3 separate regions of the Rattus norvegicus genome follow, and all the other regions are linked to region 1. A link is a contact called in public Hi-C data. All regions are on one chromosome and are shown on one strand. The core of a region is the stretch at or near the end of the contact, and the rest is flanking DNA. Distances in the headings are between cores, read along the strand shown.

Region 1 (2,787 bases), core at 152-2,651:
TGGCCCATCCCATATCACTTCTGTCTCTGTATTGTTAGCTATTTGTCCTCCATCTATGAAGGCATTCCATCCTGGTCTGAAATCTCAAGGATAGCTCTGTCCTTCTGCACCCCAGAAGCCTCCCTGACCACACTGGCTTCTGGTGCCCTTTCCCGAACTGTGGCCCTTTGGACATCTCCCCCATGGGTCGTATTGCTATAAACGACAAACTAAGCAACTTAGCCCTTGATGGAGCTTTCATAAGTAAGTTGTGAGTAGAATTTGACTATGGATTCACAGGGCTGTGCTGTTTTATATCATTTGACCTATATAATTTTAGGTGTTTCAACCTTCTATGCTATCATTCCTTTGTCTATAAATTAGAGGTCATAATGGTACCTACACATGAATGTGCCATTCCCAGCAGTCAGGAGGCAGAGGCAGGCAGATATCTAAGTTTAAGGTTAACATGGCCTACAAAGTGAGTTCCAGGACAGCCTGTGTTACACCAATAAGCCCTCTCACATCACCACCACCCCCCCCATTAAATAAATTAAATATATAAAGAGATCTTTAAAAAATCACACAAAAGTAAACACTATATAAATGTTTTTGTCATTGCCAGATCCCAAATAACAAAAATGAACTCAAGGCAGCTCACATTTTTAAATGGGAGTTTGTGATTCTGAAGTTATAATTGTACAGTAGAGCTCAAGGACAAGGGTATATCAGGATGTGAAGTAGGTGCTGGTGCCAGGGGAAAGATTTATTACTAGTCAGTCCATGAGACTCCTCCTTCCTCTCATGGTCCTTCAGCAGAAGACAACCTCCCCTGTAGCCATCCGGCTATGGGGATAGAGTGAAACTCCTTCAGAATTGACTCTTAGGGAATACCTCTGACGGGCCACTAAGGTCAAGAACTGTTATCAGATCAACTCTGTTCATGAGTGTGTGGCAGGATCATGTTGTAGAAATGGTTGGAGGGTTAAGTATGTCCAGCATGTGAGTGGTAGTCAGTGAGAAGAATGACCCAATCAGCCACCTCAAAATAGTAACTCCCTTGTGTTTTAGAGGCACGCAGAGCCTCACATACCTGGCTGAGGAAAAATGGACCAGAACCGAGACATAGACCTAGATTTCTCAGATAGCAGCTCATCAGGTTTGGTCATTAGAGTTGTAGATGAATTAGAGTCAGAGAAGTTTCCAGAGCTCCCTTGAGCTTGAAGCAGTAAGTCAAGACTCTTCCTGAGTCTTGCACCCTTCTCTCTGCCCTGGCCATATGTCAGGATATTGGTCAATGCGAACAGCATGAAGGAGCTCACATTATATTCAGAATTTTGCAGTTCCCAAACAACTCTTTGTGTAGATAGCCTGCAGAGGCGAGGCTCGCCCACTCAGCAAAGCCTGCCCTCCCGTTTCTCACAATAGATGCTCTATCAGGCCAAGACACTACAGTTTCCTTCTGGTATTGAATGCGTGGGTAATGGGGTTGAGAGGTGGCTGGCATCAAGGAAACAGGAAAAAAGGCACTGGAAGGATGCCTAAGCTTAGTTCATCCTAAGGTTGAACTTAGACACTAGGGAAGCATGGATCACTCAGGACATCCTTCACCTTTGACTTTACACTGCCAGATCTTTTTCAATGGACCAAGCAAAAGCTTGTCGACTTCCTGATCTGACTCCGTTCTCTTTACCATGTAGGGAAGTGGTTCCCTGAGTCAGAATCATGGCAGCTGCAAGAATTCTTTATTACTTGGCTGCACCAAAAAGCCCAGACTCTGTGGAAAAGACCACACCTCGATCAGGGGGTTTTTCAGCTTCCCTGGTATTTCCAAAGTTCAGCCAGTTAAAGCTCCTACATTAGAATATTCCTATGCAAATTACCTCAGCCATCCTTAGCTGGTTGGAGAACCTCTACTGCCTGTGCCCTTGGCTTGAGATTTTCATTGCACAAGTATCCCCACTCCTGAGCAACTCCCTGAACCCACAGGAAGGCAATGTGCTTTAAACCCTTGCTTCTTTATCATCTAATTAGAAGCTCCTTTCCCCCCTCCAACTTTGGCTTATAACTTGCCTTATGATCAGTACAGCTATTTCCCAAGTACCCTCCTTTGATGGAGATGGTTGACCTGTGCCTCGCTTGTGTTGCTCTATAAAACCATTCATCATAATGCTCTTGAGGGGGGAGGGATCATTGCTTCTAGCCATAATTTCTGTGCATCTCTTTCTACAGTGCTTAATAAAGTGCTGACTAAGCATTATAGTGATCTAAAGCCGGAGGGAGCATGGTGGCTGTTGATAATTTAGATGGAGTCAAGTTGGAGCTTCTGAAGGCTGCAAGGTCTCTACTGGACCTCTTATTTCAGGACTCTTTTATATCAGCTGTAGAAAAAGGAATTTCCACATTCTTCTACTTTTTTAGAGCTCTTTTTCGTCTGTGGGAATGACAGGTATCAAAAGAATTAAAGCAATGCCTATGGGAAATTTGGTGGGGACCAGTCAGAGAGAGACAACTTATTGCTAATAGGTGACCCCTCACCAGCACTGAACTTTGTGGCCAGTGCTTTACACGTAACTCTACACACTGGTCACACTGATTAAACAGCCCTAAAGCTCAGAAAGATCATTTGTCCAAGACAAATGACAGCACTCCAAAGAAGCATGTGGCTTGCCGTAGCCGGGTACAAGTCCAAGCAGACTTCAGGCAGAGAGGAGCTTTAGGTAGGTGTTTCTATCCTTGCTGCGTGACAGAATTCCTCATCCTAATGACAGCAGCTGCTTTGCCAATCACCCTGGGGTCAAGCACATC
Region 2 (2,732 bases), core at 42-2,541, 390 kb before region 1:
AGGTCTGAGCATACCTGAATGTGTCCACAGAGATGCTGGACACACACAGCCACCTAGGTGATTATGTACCCATAAATTCAAGACAGAGAGGCACATCAAAGCTTTGGATCAGCCTCCACACCCTGACAAAACTCCAGCTAATGTTTTCCCTTGGAAGAATGCCTGCTTCCTCAACTGCAGGCTGGCATTCAAACAGGATCTTGTTTCATATTCTACCCTTCATCCTGTCTCACTGAGAGGAAACATCTAGGGAAAGAGGAATTAGTGGTTTACAACTAGATCCAAGAAATAGTCAGGAGTTTAGATGATTGAAAAATCCAAATAAGAGTTTTCTCTGACAAATTAAAGGGAAAAAGAAAGGCTCAACAAACAAACAAACAAATAAACAAAATAACCAAAGCAGTGCAGCTAAGAGCTGCTTGTTGTCATGGCAACTGAGGATCCTAATCCAGTCCTCAGAGAGAACAGAGATTACAATAGCAAGGGAGAGCCACACCCCTGTATCCTGAATCGACCCAGTGCCAGCCCCAGTCACTGTCTGGAGTGTCCCCTCTCAGAGTCCTTGAAAGGGAAACATGAAGGGGAATATTCTTATTCATTTGTTTTCCCTTTCTGTATTATGCGCGCGCGCGCGTGCGCACACACACACACACACACACACACACACAAACTATTTTGCTGCTTATCATCATCAGGCACCGTTTTCTTAGAGAATTATGCATTTTCCAAAGCATTTCTATGCATTTTACTTTGCTCATTTTGAACAGTGGGCTTGACATGGTGGTGTTATGTCTATTCTGTAGAAGACGGTACCAGAGGGATGCCACAGATGGGCCATCTAAATCTTTCGAAGGCGAAGTATATACATGTAGATCAAATGACTAATGAAATATATGAAGTTGTCATTGACAAAGTTTTGGTTGCTGTGCCAGCAGGGTCATCACATGAACTGCTGACCAGAATCATTTCGGTGGATAGTGAGTTGCTGTCATCCTCGGTGTTCTAGAAATAACAGCACGTAGGCTGGAATTCAGGGGCTAGTCAATAAGAGAGGCAGCTTCCCTATCTAGCTCTGTTCCATATTTGCAGAGGAGCAAGCAACCCCCCCTCCCCCTTTCTAGCTCTCGGGGCTGTTTGGAAACTATGGGAGAGAGCTAGAAACAAAGAGTGGTAATTGCAACATGCATTTCTGAGTCTCCCATTAGCAGAGTCATTCCCCTACTGTGCTGAGAGGTGACCTCATTAGGGAAGAGGAACATCAGTGGAAAACCTGAACCCTGTGGCAGTTGAGCCTGTGCCTGGAGAAGGCGTCCACAGCTGCTGCTGACAATGGGCTTCTGTGCCCCACTCTGCAAAAGGCCTTTGCTCCTCCCGATGAGCAGGCTTTGTTTTGTTTTATCTTCCAGCAAGATGGCTGCTGATTGCAATGAGCTCAGAATAGCAGAAAGTAATTAAAATTTCATTTAAAAAAAACTATTGCATAGCTTAACGTCTATCTACACCAGAAACACTGCTGGGGTAAATAAGATGGCATCGTCTTCATTTAACAAGGCAGGGAAAAGAACTCGGGCAGACTGGCACTCGTGGGGATAGGAAGAGCAGATACAAGAAGCTGGGTGGCGGATGCAGACATACAAAGTTGTAAGCCTTTGCCTGGACGTGCAAGTAGGCGACGCAGAAACAAGCATTTTACCACCCCAGAGCATCTGGCAGCAAGCTAATGGCTCAACCAGGGAACTCTCTAGCTCATATGGTACTGAATAAGGTACTGAATCTCATGCATTCAAATCCCACTGGTGCCCGAGTGAGTCTGTCTTAATTGTCTAGTGACCAAATGTGATGATAAGTTGTCATTTTAATAAGTGTGTGTGTGTGTGTGTGTGTGTGTGTGTGTGTGTGTGTTCATGCATGCAAGGGCACACATGTGTGTGCAGGGTGAGAGTGCACCTCTGTGCATGTGTATGTGCATGTACATGTAGAGGTGGAAGGATAGCCCTAAGTGTTGTTTCCTAGGTCCTATACATTTTGTTTTTCTAGACAGTCTCTTACTGGCTTGGAACTTGCCAAGCACACTTTCTGCACCATTTATTATACAATGGGAACTTTTTTGGTCTGGCTGTGATGATTCATGCCTATAGTCCCAGGTCTTATAGACAGAAGCAGGGGTAATTCTCAGTTACATATGTCTGAGGTTAGCCTGAGCTACATGAGACCTGTATAAAAACAAAAAATAAAGTAAGAATCTTTCTGAATTGATTGGGTAGGGTTTAAGCCAGCCTTTGAGTCACAGTTGACCTGTTTAAGGTAGTGATCTTGGCTTCTCTTTACCCCACAACAATCTTACTAAGCCTTTTCTAGATCTTATCTACATGGGCCCAGCCAACATCACCATTGTCTCCCCTGTGTGACTGACTGACTGTTCCTGCATTGTTAACAACTGGAAGCAAACACCCACTGCAAAATGGATGTCTGTTTCTTACGAAGACGTCTACATTTGGAGGGTGTTCTTTTGAAACACATACATTTGTCTGCAGAAAACGAAGGGTCTATCGAAAGCCTAGCACTCTGAGGAATTTAACTTTTATTACAAGAGCTGTATGTTCAGCCATGAGCTGTGTTCTGCAGGTCCAGACATCACTTTATATCAGTTTTGAAGGCTGTCTAGGTGGCAATAGAAATCCAATGATGAATATCATAAAACAGGTTCATTTAGCAATCAAATGATGTTATTA
Region 3 (2,811 bases), core at 16-2,515, 410 kb after region 1:
GATAATCGACTGAACCTCTGAACCTGTAAGCCGGCCCCAATTAAATGCTATCCTTTATATAAGAGTTGCCTTGGTCACGGTAGGATTTCACAGCAATGAAAACCCTAAGTAAGATACTACCTTCTTTGTAAAGATTCCTGAAGCTTGCTATCAAGGGACAGCAGAATTACTGGTGATCAGTGTGGCCCCTTCCACACCTGCGGGCAGATCCACCTGATGCCAGGTTCATGACGGTCCATGTTTGTCTTGTCCAGTGTCATCCGTAGCACATCTCCCTCAGACTGCAGGGACAGCTCTCCACAGTAGCTAAGGTAACACTCAGGCCTGACATTGGAACAGGTAGCAGACAAGAACCATCCCAGTAGGTAACATTTGTTTCCAATTTTACAAATGAGTCTGAGAAAAAAATTATTTTTTTCAAAATTACTACAATGAATGGCAGGGAGGAATCAATTTCTGACAAAGTTCTTCAGAGCCTACCACACCATTTCCCTAATCCCAGAAAAGAGAGAGTGGAGAACAAGTCGGTAAGTTATCGAAGTATGAGAACAGGGGCTGCCTTCTTCACAAAATAATGAGATTAAAGCAAAAGCATCAAACGGCCCACACTGTCCTCAGAGCTCACCAATCCCCCTCAAACCTTCGCAGATTGGGTAGCGGCTCCTCCAGGGCAACCAGCTTTTTAATAAAAAGGGTCCTGACCCTCCCAGGCAATGTGCTGGTCTCCAGTTCGCCTGCCAGGGACCAATTAAAGGGCCGTCCATCCTATTAGCATCTGCAGTAGCTATACTAACCTTTCTCTTGCCTAGAATGGCTTGACTAAGCCACTGACTCACCCTGAGAAATCTAAGCTCTAAGGGTCTCTTTGCTGGAGTCTTAAAGAAAGGGCAGTATTTCTGATTTTAAAAAAAAATCTCCAGGGGTTTCTCGTCTTTTTAATCTTTTTTCCTATCCCCCACCCTCCCCCCACCAAACAATTCTTCACACCACAGCGTACTGAGGCAGCAGTGTACGAGGATCCTGGCTAAGCTCAGAGTTATCTAGCCCATGACTTGCTTCCCCCAGATCATAAGGACTAAACCAGGGTGTGTCATGCCCTGCTGATCGATCTAACTCCAGCTCCCAAGTCAAGCCTCAAGACGCATCGGGCTGCCTTGGATTGCACTAGAGACCGTCCTCGCCCCTAGGGCCCCTTGTCCAGGGCCCAGGAGAGGAGCCGCGCCCATCCCAGCCTTGGTCCTGTGTCCTCGCTGCTGGGGCTGCAACTCGGCTGCTTACGGGTCGCTGCTGCCACCTGCCGGCTGCCTATCTAGAGGCGCGCTCTCAAGGAGGCCCTGGCCCTGAAAGGAGGGGGCTCTCCTGGTAGGAGCTTCCTGCAAAAGGAGACATATTTCTGATCCATCCAGGTCATTCGTACTGCCCCTGCAAACCTCAAACTGGACGTGCAGTTGTGTGTGCCTGTGCCTAGCTTCTTCTGGGTTCCTTCCAGAGGCATACCCCTCGCCCTTCCTAGCCCAGATCAACCCCTAAAGACCACACACCTGGCATCAGGTACCTCATAACCACCAGGACTCACAAATCTGGGTAAGCTAGCCCTTAGCTGAGACATTCTGGGGGCACGAAGAAAGGCAGACAAAGATCTTTTAAGCCAAAATGCAAATGTCAGAATTCCCCAGAGCAGAAACCAAGAAGCTATTAATTAATACTGTCACATGTTCCCCAGATATCCCCAACAGTAAGGCAGCGTGGTGACCCATAGAGTAGTAGATCTGAATGACCTTTTTCACACACACACACACACACACACACACACACACACACACACACACGGCTCTGCCCTTGTAGTAGGAAAGATTTTTACCAACCTGCCCAGCAGACTCAAAACTCACATGGGTCTCCTACCTAGTTAAGCCAACTCTAAGACATCTGTGTCCTAAAGACTGAGTAGCCACTAGAAAAAAAGAAGAAAATGTGTACACTGGAAGGGATGGCTTCATTTCATTCTTAGTCTCAGCCATGTTGGAATGGGATGTGTGTGGCTTGTGAGTCCTGCCGAGCTTCTCGAACCCTGGAAGTAAGTTAGACACTGGCTGCCTCCTCTGTTCCTACACTTACTTTCCAGGTTTCTAGCACAAGCGCCCTGCTCTCTCTTTCTGTAGATGCAATGAGACCGCATGCTTCATGCTCTTGCTGCTGTGTTTTATCCACGAATTCCTTCTTCAGCCTTAAGTTGCTTTTGTCTGGCGTTTTGTGAGAAATGTAACCAGTATACTGGCTTTCAGTGACCCCTGAAAACCCAGCATCATGAAGATGTTATTAAAAGGCGACATAGAATCTGACAGTGAGAGCACGAGGCCTCCTAAGCTGGAGAATCATTTACATGGAGTCGTCTTAGTCGTTTTCTGTGGGGCCTGTGGATTCACTGCGGGACCCAAGCCCCTCAGCTCCAGGTTTAGGAACAGCATGGCTACTCTTACTTGTGGTCTCACCTCTCTCCACACTGCCCAGCTCCGTGCAAAGACCTTCTCTCTTCCTCTGAACAGGCCAGGCATCTTCCCACCACAGTATGCTCTGTCCTGTCACTTTCTTTGCCTGGGTGGCACTTCTCCAGCTTTTAGCAGGCGTAAGCTCTTAGCCCTAGGGCCTCGATCCCAGTACAACCACCCTACCCACCCTGAAGCCCACTAGGGCCCAATACCCAAACATTGTCCTCAGATCAGCCTGCCCATGCAGGCCCCCTCACTGTCTGCAATGAGCCTGCTTCTCTCTCGGCTTCCTTGTTTTCTGTCTCCCTGAGAGAATGTGTGCTTC

The links. A called contact is a pair of places that touch in the nucleus more often than the background predicts.
Region 2: a contact with region 1 is called in a Hi-C map of Schwann cells, with 6 times the contacts expected there. The contact joins two enhancer-like sites. A contact is called at or near these places in 2 of 12 Hi-C or Micro-C datasets (Schwann cells and frontal cortex).
Region 3: a contact with region 1 is called in a Hi-C map of Schwann cells, with 4 times the contacts expected there. The contact joins two enhancer-like sites. A contact is called at or near these places in 2 of 12 Hi-C or Micro-C datasets (the A7r5 cell line and Schwann cells).

The regions. Positions count from the first base shown.
Region 1 is chr8:59,267,115-59,269,901 of GRCr8, forward strand. No RefSeq gene overlaps it. Among named protein-coding and RNA genes, the nearest start is that of Ncam1, 210 kb to the left of the region's middle. Within about 2 kb of position 1,402, at least 3 of the 93 cell types and tissues checked have an H3K27ac peak or open chromatin away from gene starts, as enhancers often do. A contact at or near this core is called in Schwann cells, where this site is marked.
Region 2 is chr8:58,879,085-58,881,816 of GRCr8, forward strand. All of the region lies in intron 1 of Ncam1 (neural cell adhesion molecule 1), which reads right to left. Among named protein-coding and RNA genes, the nearest start is that of Ttc12, 140 kb to the left of the region's middle. Within about 2 kb of position 1,292, at least 44 of the 93 cell types and tissues checked have an H3K27ac peak or open chromatin away from gene starts, as enhancers often do. A contact at or near this core is called in Schwann cells, where this site is marked.
Region 3 is chr8:59,678,371-59,681,181 of GRCr8, forward strand. No RefSeq gene overlaps it. Among named protein-coding and RNA genes, the nearest start is that of Plet1, 59 kb to the right of the region's middle. Within about 2 kb of position 1,266, at least 8 of the 93 cell types and tissues checked have an H3K27ac peak or open chromatin away from gene starts, as enhancers often do. A contact at or near this core is called in Schwann cells, where this site is marked.